3 separate regions of the Oryctolagus cuniculus genome follow, and all the other regions are linked to region 1. Evidence: chromatin contacts called from public Hi-C and Micro-C data. All regions are on one chromosome and are shown on one strand. Each heading gives the region's core, a stretch centred on a gene start, on an enhancer-like site or on the middle of the called end of the contact. The rest is flanking DNA. Distances are from core to core; before and after follow the strand shown. Region 1 overlaps LOC138845847 (a long non-coding RNA gene). Region 2 has its middle 110 kb from the start of MEOX2. Region 3 holds the start of MEOX2 (mesenchyme homeobox 2).

Evidence for each region. A called contact is a pair of places that touch in the nucleus more often than the background predicts.
Region 2: a Hi-C map of an unstated tissue shows a contact between it and region 1, with 2.0 times the contacts expected there. The contact joins two enhancer-like sites. A contact is called at or near these places in 2 of 6 Hi-C or Micro-C datasets (psoas muscle and an unstated tissue).
Region 3: a contact with region 1 is called in a Micro-C map of ear pinna, with 5 times the contacts expected there. The contact joins the promoter of MEOX2 here to the enhancer-like site in region 1. A contact is called at or near these places in 3 of 6 Hi-C or Micro-C datasets (ear pinna, psoas muscle and skin fibroblasts).

The regions. Positions count from the first base shown.
Region 1 is chr16:7,700,891-7,703,927 of mOryCun1.1, reverse strand. It overlaps LOC138845847 (a long non-coding RNA gene), which reads left to right. Exons shown (of 2, transcript XR_011383048.1): 2 at 749-3,037. Among named protein-coding and RNA genes, the nearest start is that of CRPPA, 360 kb to the left of the region's middle. Within about 2 kb of position 1,452, at least 3 of the 8 cell types and tissues checked have an H3K27ac peak or open chromatin away from gene starts, as enhancers often do. A contact at or near this core is called in ear pinna, where this site is marked.
Region 2 is chr16:7,397,825-7,401,203 of mOryCun1.1, reverse strand. No RefSeq gene overlaps it. Among named protein-coding and RNA genes, the nearest start is that of MEOX2, 110 kb to the right of the region's middle. Within about 2 kb of position 1,848, at least 2 of the 8 cell types and tissues checked have an H3K27ac peak or open chromatin away from gene starts, as enhancers often do.
Region 3 is chr16:7,290,242-7,293,670 of mOryCun1.1, reverse strand. It overlaps MEOX2 (mesenchyme homeobox 2), which reads left to right and starts at 1,296. Exons shown (of 3, transcript XM_002720835.5): 1 at 1,296-2,097. The coding sequence starts at 1,584.

The DNA.
Region 1 (3,037 bases), core at 203-2,702:
ACATGCTTTCATCCATGCCCCCTGGGCTTACATAGAGAGAGAGAGCAAGAGAGAGAGCCACAGCTAGAGAGAAAGAGAGAGAGAGAGCGCCAGCTGTTTTTCTCATGGTGAATAAAGGTTACTTGGGGAAATCTCTCTTCCTGTTTTTATATGGACAACTAAATTGTTACATAGCCAGTTAATTTTGGTTGGGTCAACAGTACAAGGTTAACTATTGGAACCTTCCTCTCTGCCTGTGTGAGAGAAGATGGTGAGCAGGGGTAGAAAGAAGAAAATGAAATACGGTGGCACAGGCTGGAAGTGCTGTTTATTTGAGAAATATTTATTTTTGTTTTTATTGCCTTTGAGAAGATTTTATACTCCCTCCTCTTCGTCTTCTAGGAAATGGCAGAGGATTTTGAAAAACCGAGGGGTGGGAACTTAGATTCGGAAAAGGATTTTTATGTACTTATTTATGCAAAGAAAGCAAATATCATGAAGTGCATATATTCAGTTTTGAGAACAAAATGATACTTTCCATCCTCCCCAACCTACTCTCCCTCCCTCCTTCCTTTTCCACTCTCCTGCCTCCTTCCCAGAAAGCATTTTCTAATACAGTAGCATACTTAGAAAAAAATATATCACTTTTATTTTCTAAGGGGACCGTGTTGTCAAAGCTAGAGCTTAATTTTTTTTGGCCTGGAAGAGATTTACCCTCTTTTCAAGCTGTGTCATGGTGCTATATTCTCTGTCTAATCTTGAATGTAAGGAATGCATCAAAGGACAAGTGGACCAAATTCCTTCAATGGACTCTCAGATATGTTCTCCAGCCACACATTAGAGAACCCAGGACAGAGCGAGTTGGTTGTGGTGGATCGGTTCCACTGCTGTCCCTGGAACTTGGGAGAAAGGTAAGGAGAAACCCGCCCTGCATTGTTATAAGGATGGTTGTTCATTCATATCCTTCTGCTCTTAATAAACGTCCCCAAGAAAAACATTCTGCAGCAGCCACTCATAAAGAAGCAGAAAATGGCAAAACCACAGCAGAGAAGGAAACCTATGTGAAAACAGTGGTTGTGTCTTCCTGGATACAGAAAACAAATAGAGCTCTTGAAGAAGCTTGCCAATATATGCCTGCCAAATAAAATATTGTTTTATGAAGTCAGGAAAAAACTAATTTTAAAGGTTATTGTAGGTTATTTGTGGTCACTTCTGGTGTGCATACAGCATGATGTCATCCTGAAGGCTTCTCTATTTATATTTCAGTCTTAGAGGACTTTTGTCTAAGACTGGATCTCAGCTACTAGGGACATCTAAAATACTCTTGTTCAGAACTCATAAAAATCTAGACTGAAAAAAAAAAAAAAAACTAGGGGAGATGGAAAAAGTCCCCCAGCCAAGGCCAGAGGAGAAATCATCGGGGGCAGATCCATCTTCTGAAATCATCCCTTCCCTGCGGACATCTGCTCAGGACACAGTATGCTGGGGAGTTCAGCACAGCACTGGCTAGCAGCCATGGATCCTAGTGGCCCTCTGAGTGGGGTGGACCGGCTCCGACCAGAGACTTCATCTGGGGAGAGGAGCAGGGAACTCCTTGGGCCCTGGGCTTTCTCTCCTCCAGCCCCGGCCCCTGCTCTTCTTGCCTTTTGTCTACGTGATCTCTTGGGGGCACTTTCCCTTCATCCTTGCAGCAGGGCCAATTTTTTTTTATTTGTGAGATTTTTCTTTTTTCTTTCTTTTTTTTTTTTTGTCTTGGAAAACCCCTCTTTGTGGAGCTAGGAAATGTCAAACAAGAATTGACAAAGAAGGTCAGTGAGATGTTAATACTTGGACATGGGGGTTGCTAAAAAATCTGTTGGGGGAGGGGGAACCCCAGCAATTGGATATTAGAAAGAACACAGAGCTTTCAGCCTTATGCTGAAAAAATGACACATTGAACTTTATATCCAGATAATAAGCTGACATCAGTTACATCATCTTTAAATTCATTCATTTATTAAAAATGTTTTTTTCGAGCATCTTGGAGTGTCGTGCATATTGGTGTTCAAGAATAATAAGAGGCAGTTAATCTAGAAACCAGGAGAAGGTGGTGAGTGTGACAGAGAAGGGAGAAACAGATAAGGCTGTGGAGTGCTGGGAGGGCAGAGTTGTAACTTTAAATCGAGTGCCCCGATGACATCTCACTAAGAAAGCGACGTCTGAGCACGCAGTTGTGGAAGAGGCAAACCATCTTTCTATCTCCAGTTGAGGACAAGGAAATAAAAAGATCTTGAAGCAGGATCACACGTGGTATGTTGAAGGCACAGCACACAGGCCAGTGTGAGTGGTGCATAAGCTGTGGACAGATCAGCACCACACACACCATTGCGCAAGTGTGTTTCTGCCTCCACGCCCGCAGGTGCTTCGGGATGCTTGCGAGATTAGACCAAATACTTCATCAGCCACGTGCTGCCCCTGAACATGAGAGCGTGCTGCTCCCAGGGCAGGTTCAGGTAGAATTTTGAAAACCTGCTCTTTGCTTGAGAATGGGACGTTTGAGCAAATCCAGTGAGCTGGGAGATGATGTGAAGTCACCGCCCCTAAGTCAGCAGCTGTCAGAGGAGGCGATACAGCAATGTGTTTGTGGACATCTGATCTGCAGGGATGGCAAGCACTCCTAACCTATAAACAGATTTTATCTGGAGGTTGGCAGTGCTCCCTAACTGAGCCTTCCTTTGTGCAAGGCCGAGACTGGGGAATTATTTCCTCATCTCTCTTTACATGGTGTGAAAATAATACAAAGCCCAAGATTCATTCAGTTCTGATAAAACAGAGCTATAGATAATATAAAGACAAGATAAAAAATTGTGCAATGAGTCTGGAAATAAGAAAATCAAAACTGAGATTTTTTGAAAGATTAATTTTTATGTATTTGGAAGAGTTACAGAGAAAGAGAGAGAAAGAGAGAGAAAGAGAGAGAAAGAGAGAGAGAGAGAGAGAGAGAGAGAGTCTTCCATCTGCTGGTTCACTTCCCAAATGGCTGCAATGGCCAGAGCTGGTCCAATCTGAAGCCAGGAGA
Region 2 (3,379 bases), core at 599-3,098, 300 kb after region 1:
TATCAAACTTTCATAATTGATCTCAGTGGAAAGTTTTGTCTAAGACTAACCAACACATCACAGAAAGGAACCCAAAGTTAGAAATATAACTTTAAACGAACAAAATGATATTGAAGAAAATGTTGAGAAAGGAAAATCCTAACATTATTATATTTTACATAGTTAATGTAATTTTACAATTTCAGTGTATTAAATACAAGAAACTTCAGAATTTGATACTAAATTACTTTTCCAATCATGTCTCCTACCATATTTTCCAAACCAAACTAAATTTCTCAGTTTCTAACATATTTTACGCATTTCCTGAAACCTATATTTTTGCATGGTATCTTATATACACAGGTTTTCAACAGGTAAATCCCGAACATTTTTATTCAGCCCATGACTAAAGGTGTGATAAGATATGGGTCCCTTAGCTCATGAGGTAGCTGGTCAGAGCCAGGGGTGGCCACAGAACTCAGGAATGTTACCGCTAGCTAAATTGTTTCCCCATTTCCCAAAGTGAGCCATAAATATTGTTATATGTGTCACAATGTGAACAAATTTGGAAGCAGTGGCCGAAAATAGTTTCCTTTACCCTCTTCCACATCCCCATATAAAATCAATTTTTGTTCCGTGAATGCTTTTGCTCATTATTTAAGACCCTGCTCAAGTGCAATCTCCTTTCAAGTCACTTTCTTCATTTCTATAACAACATAATTTTGTAATTTTGTGGCTTTTGATATTGTACCAAATGTATGGGTTTTGAAGTAAAAAAAATACATTTGAATCCTACATGAGGTCTTGTGGTCATTTGGTAAGTTTTCTGTGAGTGTCAGTTGTCACATCTGTAAAATGAGGGAAATACAACCTACCTCATTATTTAAAAAATACTTATTGAGTGCATATTTTATGTTAACCACTGAACTGAGCATTGTGTTAAAAGGGAGAAAGTCTGAATGCAAATAGCAATAGCACAGGAAGTAACATTATAGTCACAATTTTAAATCTTAATGGTACTATTTTAAGATCAATAAATTGGAATAATAAGTTAATAAAGGAGTGGGCCCCATTCATAGAAATTCAAAATTTTAGAGCCGTCTAAATATAGTAGTTTTCCTGTTTGCTGTTATTGTTGTATAGTTGCAAGTCGCCTTCTCTGAAATCTTTGTCTGGTGAGATTCATTCATTTAAGTGGTATACCCTATAAATCATAAGCATACTGCATTTGCTTCTCAATTCATGACTATCCTTATTGCATGGGCTCATCCACCTAACACCCTAGGTGGCCCAGAATGCAGGCCCTAGGTCAGGAAGGCCTGGGTTTGAATCCTGTCTGTACTGTCCATTGCATGCTTATAGCATACTCATTGATGGATTAGCCAACATGGCCCAAGCTTCTTCCTCATTGACAAAAACTGATGCAATAGTGACTTATGCCTCACAGGATTTAAGGGAGCATAGAAGGGATTCCGTGTGCAAAACCACAGCGTGGCAAACAGTTAAGGGTTCCATAACTGCTGGCTAATACTGTTACTCTAGTCTTAGGCTCTTTCCCAGGACTTCTACTATTTTAGCCAAGGAGGAATTTAATCTGTTTCCTCCCCCCACCCTGTTTTCCAGAGTCCTCAATCCCAGGTGAGAGTGTTGGACAAGGTTCCCTTTCTTAAATGCATCAGGGCAGCTATTCCTCATAAATCAAGCACCCCCTTGAGGTTCCCTTCATCTGGAAGCTTGGGAATGTGGGTAGTCTTGGCTTCCCTGCCCTTGTCCGGTGTGTAGGATGTCCTGGCAGCCCAACCAGTTGAGCCTGAAATCTGGCTTTGGGGCTGAGTTCTGTCCGCTTCCTCCTAACTCAGCTCTCAGGCCAGGAAAATGTTGTAACAGAGTCTCTCCCTCCAGAAGTTCCCGAGGGATTCCTCCCCTTGGACTCAAGTGCTGCCTTCCTTGGATGTTTTTTTAGTTTAGTTGAGGATTACATTTTTCAAATTATCTGCCTTCATAAGTGTGTCCAAGCCTTCGATTTGTTCCTTATTTGATCCTGAGGTCAAGTGGCTGCTTATATTTCAGCCATATTCTTCCATATTCTTTCCCTTTGGAATCTTTTGACCTACTTAAGTTTTTTTTTTTTTTTTTTAGTTAGACTTGCTGACCTTTCTGTTTCCAAGTTTAGTCTCCTTTTATTTTATACTCTAACATATGCACTAGGGCACAATGAAGTCTCTTTTACAATAACATGAAAAGCAGGGAAAAAACCAGTTTGGATGAAGAACAAAATATGTCGGGAATGGGCACAGAAAAAGTCCATTTTGAAGTTTAGCTGGAAAATCCTAGGCTCTTTAAGAAGGGAGAAAGTGTTTTTGGAGCACAGCCTTAGCAAAAGAAGAGACTTGCATGGCCCCATTCCACAATTTGTTTATTTTAGGCTTGTGTTTCTGAGTGCAATGTGAAAAATGGAAGCAAGAATATCAGAACAATTTACTGTTGCACTCATTAACCATGGTGCACAGATCTTTGAACACACAGCAGGATGCATGCAGAGGCACCAGTGGCTGCCTTGACTTCCAAAGGTTAAGCTCAAAGCACCATGGTTGATGAGTCCTTCACCCAGCTGCCCTCCAGGATCTGTTGCTATTTGACGAACAGGGCTCAGAAAAGTGGGGGCTGTATAAAGTATTGTCCCAGGAGCCCAGAAGTAATCCTGGAGGATACATATACCCTCCCTTAGACTGTTCAAGCAAGTCTTTGAAACTGATGGCTACAGAAGAGAATATTTTCCCTTTGGCTATTAGAGGCATGCACTTTGTTGTGGAAAAGAGAAATTCAATCTATATAATCTAGAGGTATTTTCCCTTTGAGAGGGAAAATTCCAATAAACTATTAGAATCTCCTTCCCAGATGCTGGATAATGCAGTGAGATGTGAATTCCCTGAGGTCAGTGCCTTCTGGAGTGAGAGTTCTGGATGGTTCTTGGATGCACATTCATATCACCTTAGACTGTGAAGTTGGTCAGTTCCACTCTCTGTCTGTGCTTACACCTGCCTCTTCCTGTAAGATGTCTAACGTGTGTTACAGGACATGCAAAAAACACTCAGCAATTCAATGAGACTATGCCTGTCCAGGAGCAGAGCAGGAGCAAAACACACCTGCAGCTTTGCCCTACAACCCTCCCCTGCACCTTCCACGCTCCTTCCAGCTCATAATGTGTACAAAGAGATCTCCGATTTGTCAATTGGGGCACTTTTTAGACCCTTCTAAAATGTTTTTAGGAGAGGTTTTATGTTTAACATAAGGTTTAACATGTCCAGAATTTTCCTTAATTTTAATGACTGGGAAATTATCACCTAGTGGCATTTGTAAAATCAAAGTAGCTATGGTTCTCTCTTAAATACCAATAGTT
Region 3 (3,429 bases), core at 47-2,546, 410 kb after region 1:
CCCCGTCTGCTGTGCCCATTAATCTCAGGAACAACTTCAAAGACCTGGTCCCCATCCTCGGGACACCTGAGACAATGAAAATAACGGGGCAACACCGCTGGTGGCACGGCCGGGAGCAGTGAGGGCACGCGCGCTCCTGACGGCACCGGCCCAGCTGGGAGCCGGCTGCCCCGCGGCCCGGTGCGCCCCCGGGACAGAGCCAGCGGCCCGCATGCGCTCAGGGACTCCAAACTTATGCTTTCCTGTTTGCGGGATGCAAACCCGAAACGCCCAAGCGCCGATGGCACGCATCAGAGTGTTCGGTTTCCCAATCAGTGGCACCATAGCGCAGTGAGGAGGAGTGTGTGGAAGGAGCTGGTTTGTGTGGGAGCGGGAGAGAGGCGGTGGGGTTCTGGAGGAAAATCAAGGGCCCTGGGTTGCCTCCTGGGGGAGGAGGGGGCGAGGCTGGGAGCACGCGTGCAAATCCGCACGTGGCATGTGACAGGGACAAACTCTCTTCAGAATCTTCCCGGCCCAGGACAGCTTGCTCTAGATGGACTGGTGGCTGGGAAATGGAGTGGGACCAGTTTCGCTGTGACGGTCAGGGGGCGGGACGCCAAGGCAGGGCACCAGTAGGCGGCTCACGTCGGGATGCCTGGGCGCGGGCTTCCGCGCACTTTCCGCCGGCTCACCGCACCCAGTCCCGGTCCATTCGGTCTCGAGCGCTGCCCACTTGCGGGTCGCGCTGCGCAACTCCGCACCTGGACCCTACCCCAGAGCCCGGTGCCCGGCCGGCGCACACACCTCGGCGGCAAAAAGCCGGGCGCGCCTTGTGCCCCGGGGCGCACGCAGCGAGCGAAGTCTGAGAAACTTCTCGCAGCGTGCGCTAGACTTGGCTCTGCTCTGCCCTTTTCAGCCGCGCTCACTCCCCCAGGGGTTGGGCGCACCCCTAAGCTTTCCTGCGGGTGACAGTTTCCAAATGGCACTGACAAGTCATGGTGCGCGGGTAGGGGCTGGGGGGTGGGTGCGGAGCCGGGACTGGCGGGATCCCGGCGCCTGGTGCGCGGCTTGCAGCCCGGGGCTGCTGGCAGGGCCGGGCGGGCGGGGACACGCGGAAGGACTGTCCAGCCGGCAGTGGGAAGCGGGGCTGGGAGCGCGGGGCGCAGACTGAGCGGGCGCGCTGGAGGAGCTCGCATGTGGTCAGCGCCAGGCTCCTAAGCCAGCCCCCGGCTCACGTTACACTCTATTTATAACCTCCCAGAGCCCTTCCTCCCCCCCCCACCCCACCCCCCAGGCGTATAGTTCTCTGGGACCACCTTCTTTTGGCTTCGACCGCTCCCACTCTTGACATCCGAGTCGCTCGGAGGGAAGCTCCTCTGGGTCCCAGTGTTTATATGTGAAGGAGACCGGCCCGAGGGTTTAGGACAGGGATTACACGAGCGCTGCCGGAAAGCCCGCGCGGCTCTGGCCTGGGGACACAGGGGCGGCGTAGGGTGCGGGGGAAGCCACACGATTGCCACGGAGAAGCGCCCGCAGGCTGGTGGTGCCAGCGTTGGTGCGGTCGTCTTGAAGTCTTCCCGCCTGGAGCCCGCGACTTGCATGCTATGGAACACCCGCTCTTTGGCTGCCTGCGCAGCCCGCACGCCACGGCGCAAGGCTTGCACCCGTTCTCTCAGTCGTCGCTCGCCCTGCACGGGAGATCCGACCACATGTCCTACCCGGAGCTCTCCACTTCGTCGTCCTCGTGCATCATCGCGGGATACCCCAACGAAGAGGGCATGTTCGCCAGCCAGCACCACCGGGGCCACCACCACCACCACCATCACCACCACCACCACCACCAGCAGCAACAGCACCAGGCGCTGCAAACCAACTGGCACCTCCCGCAGATGTCCTCCCCGCCCAGCGCGGCGCGCCACAGCCTCTGCCTGCAGCCGGACTCCGGAGGGCCCCCGGAACTGGGCAGCAGCCCGCCGGTCCTGTGCTCCAACTCCTCCAGCCTGGGCTCCAGCACCCCGACTGGGGCCGCTTGCGCGCCGGGGGACTACGGTCGTCAGACGCTGTCACCCGCGGAGGTGGAGAAGCGAAGCGGGGGCAAGAGGAAAAGCGACAGCTCAGGTAAGGTGCGCGCCAAGGACCCTCGGCCGGAGTGCAGACGCAGCTGGGTCGGGCCAGGGCGGCAGTTTGCAAGCGCTGGAGGCTGCAGCGGGGCACAGCAAAAGCTGGGGCAGTGTCCAGCCCGCGCAGGTTTGGGAGATGCGGCTGTGGTCCCAGTTACTTGGGGGGGCGAGGGGAGTGTTACCCTTGTGCGCAACCTACACGCAGCCAGCAGCGGCAGCTCTAGGCTTCCCAAGGTCCCAAACTACTTCTCCAGAAGTTTGAGACCAAAGGGGAGCGAGTGACAGTTTGTGAAATCGATTGCGCGGCGTGACGGCCGGGCGCGGCGCCGGGAGGGGCGTGCGCCTGGGGATGCGTGTCCGTGGGGCGGGCGTGCGGGTGCGGCTCCCGGACTTCTGCCTCGCATGTTCCCGACTCCGAATGGCTCGCTTTTTCCCATCGTTAACTGGCTTTCCAAATCGTTGCACAATATTTGGAACCTTGGAATGGAACTTGGCAGAGCGTATGAGAAAAAAAAAAAGTTTTAGGTTATTTATTTATTTATTCTGGATTTCAGGATTCCTTAAATAGCAACCTATTCTAAATGGTAAATGCTTCCCTTTCTTGGGAAAGGAAGATAGTGTCTAAGAAGTTTTTTTTTTTTTTTTTTTTTTTTTTTTAAGGAGCATGTCAGAAATTTTTAAACAAATAGATGACGAAAAGTATTGGAGAAAGACGATTGTTAGGAGTAGTTAGTAGTATTCGTATGATACCAATGCAAAGGGAGAATCGAAGAGGTTTCAGGGTGGAAGATCAACTCCTCTCTCAATGAGTGCAATACGACAAAAACTGGGAATCCAAGGGCAGGTCCAGTGCTGTCTGCTCAAAGTGATACGCGCAACGGGGCACCCACCAGGCGTTCGTCTGCGTGCCCGGAACCTAACAGCCCTGGGAGCGCCGGAACGCGCAGCTTGCCCGGGAAATCTAACCACAGAGGCAGGTCTGCAAAGCCCTTACCTGCCTGCATTGTGATGAAATTGTTCAGAGGATTTTTCACTGAAGGGGAGTTGTGACCCTGGGTTCCTTCGTGTTTTAGGAAGATGTCATTTGCGCAATAGAACACTTAGCGTGTGTTTCTTTTGCGAAATTGATGTCTATAGTCCCAGAAGATAATCTCAGCCGTGGGTTGAAAGAGTTGGCAGATGTCTATCTCCTGTAAAGCTTTAGGCCACATAAAGGACGCAGATGGAAATGAGCGTTGGAATTGCTTTGCAGCGATGCTACCGATCTTTCTTCAGTTTAGCCTGCGCTGGATTTCTTTCGACTTTTACTTTCCAGGGTCAGGGGTGGACC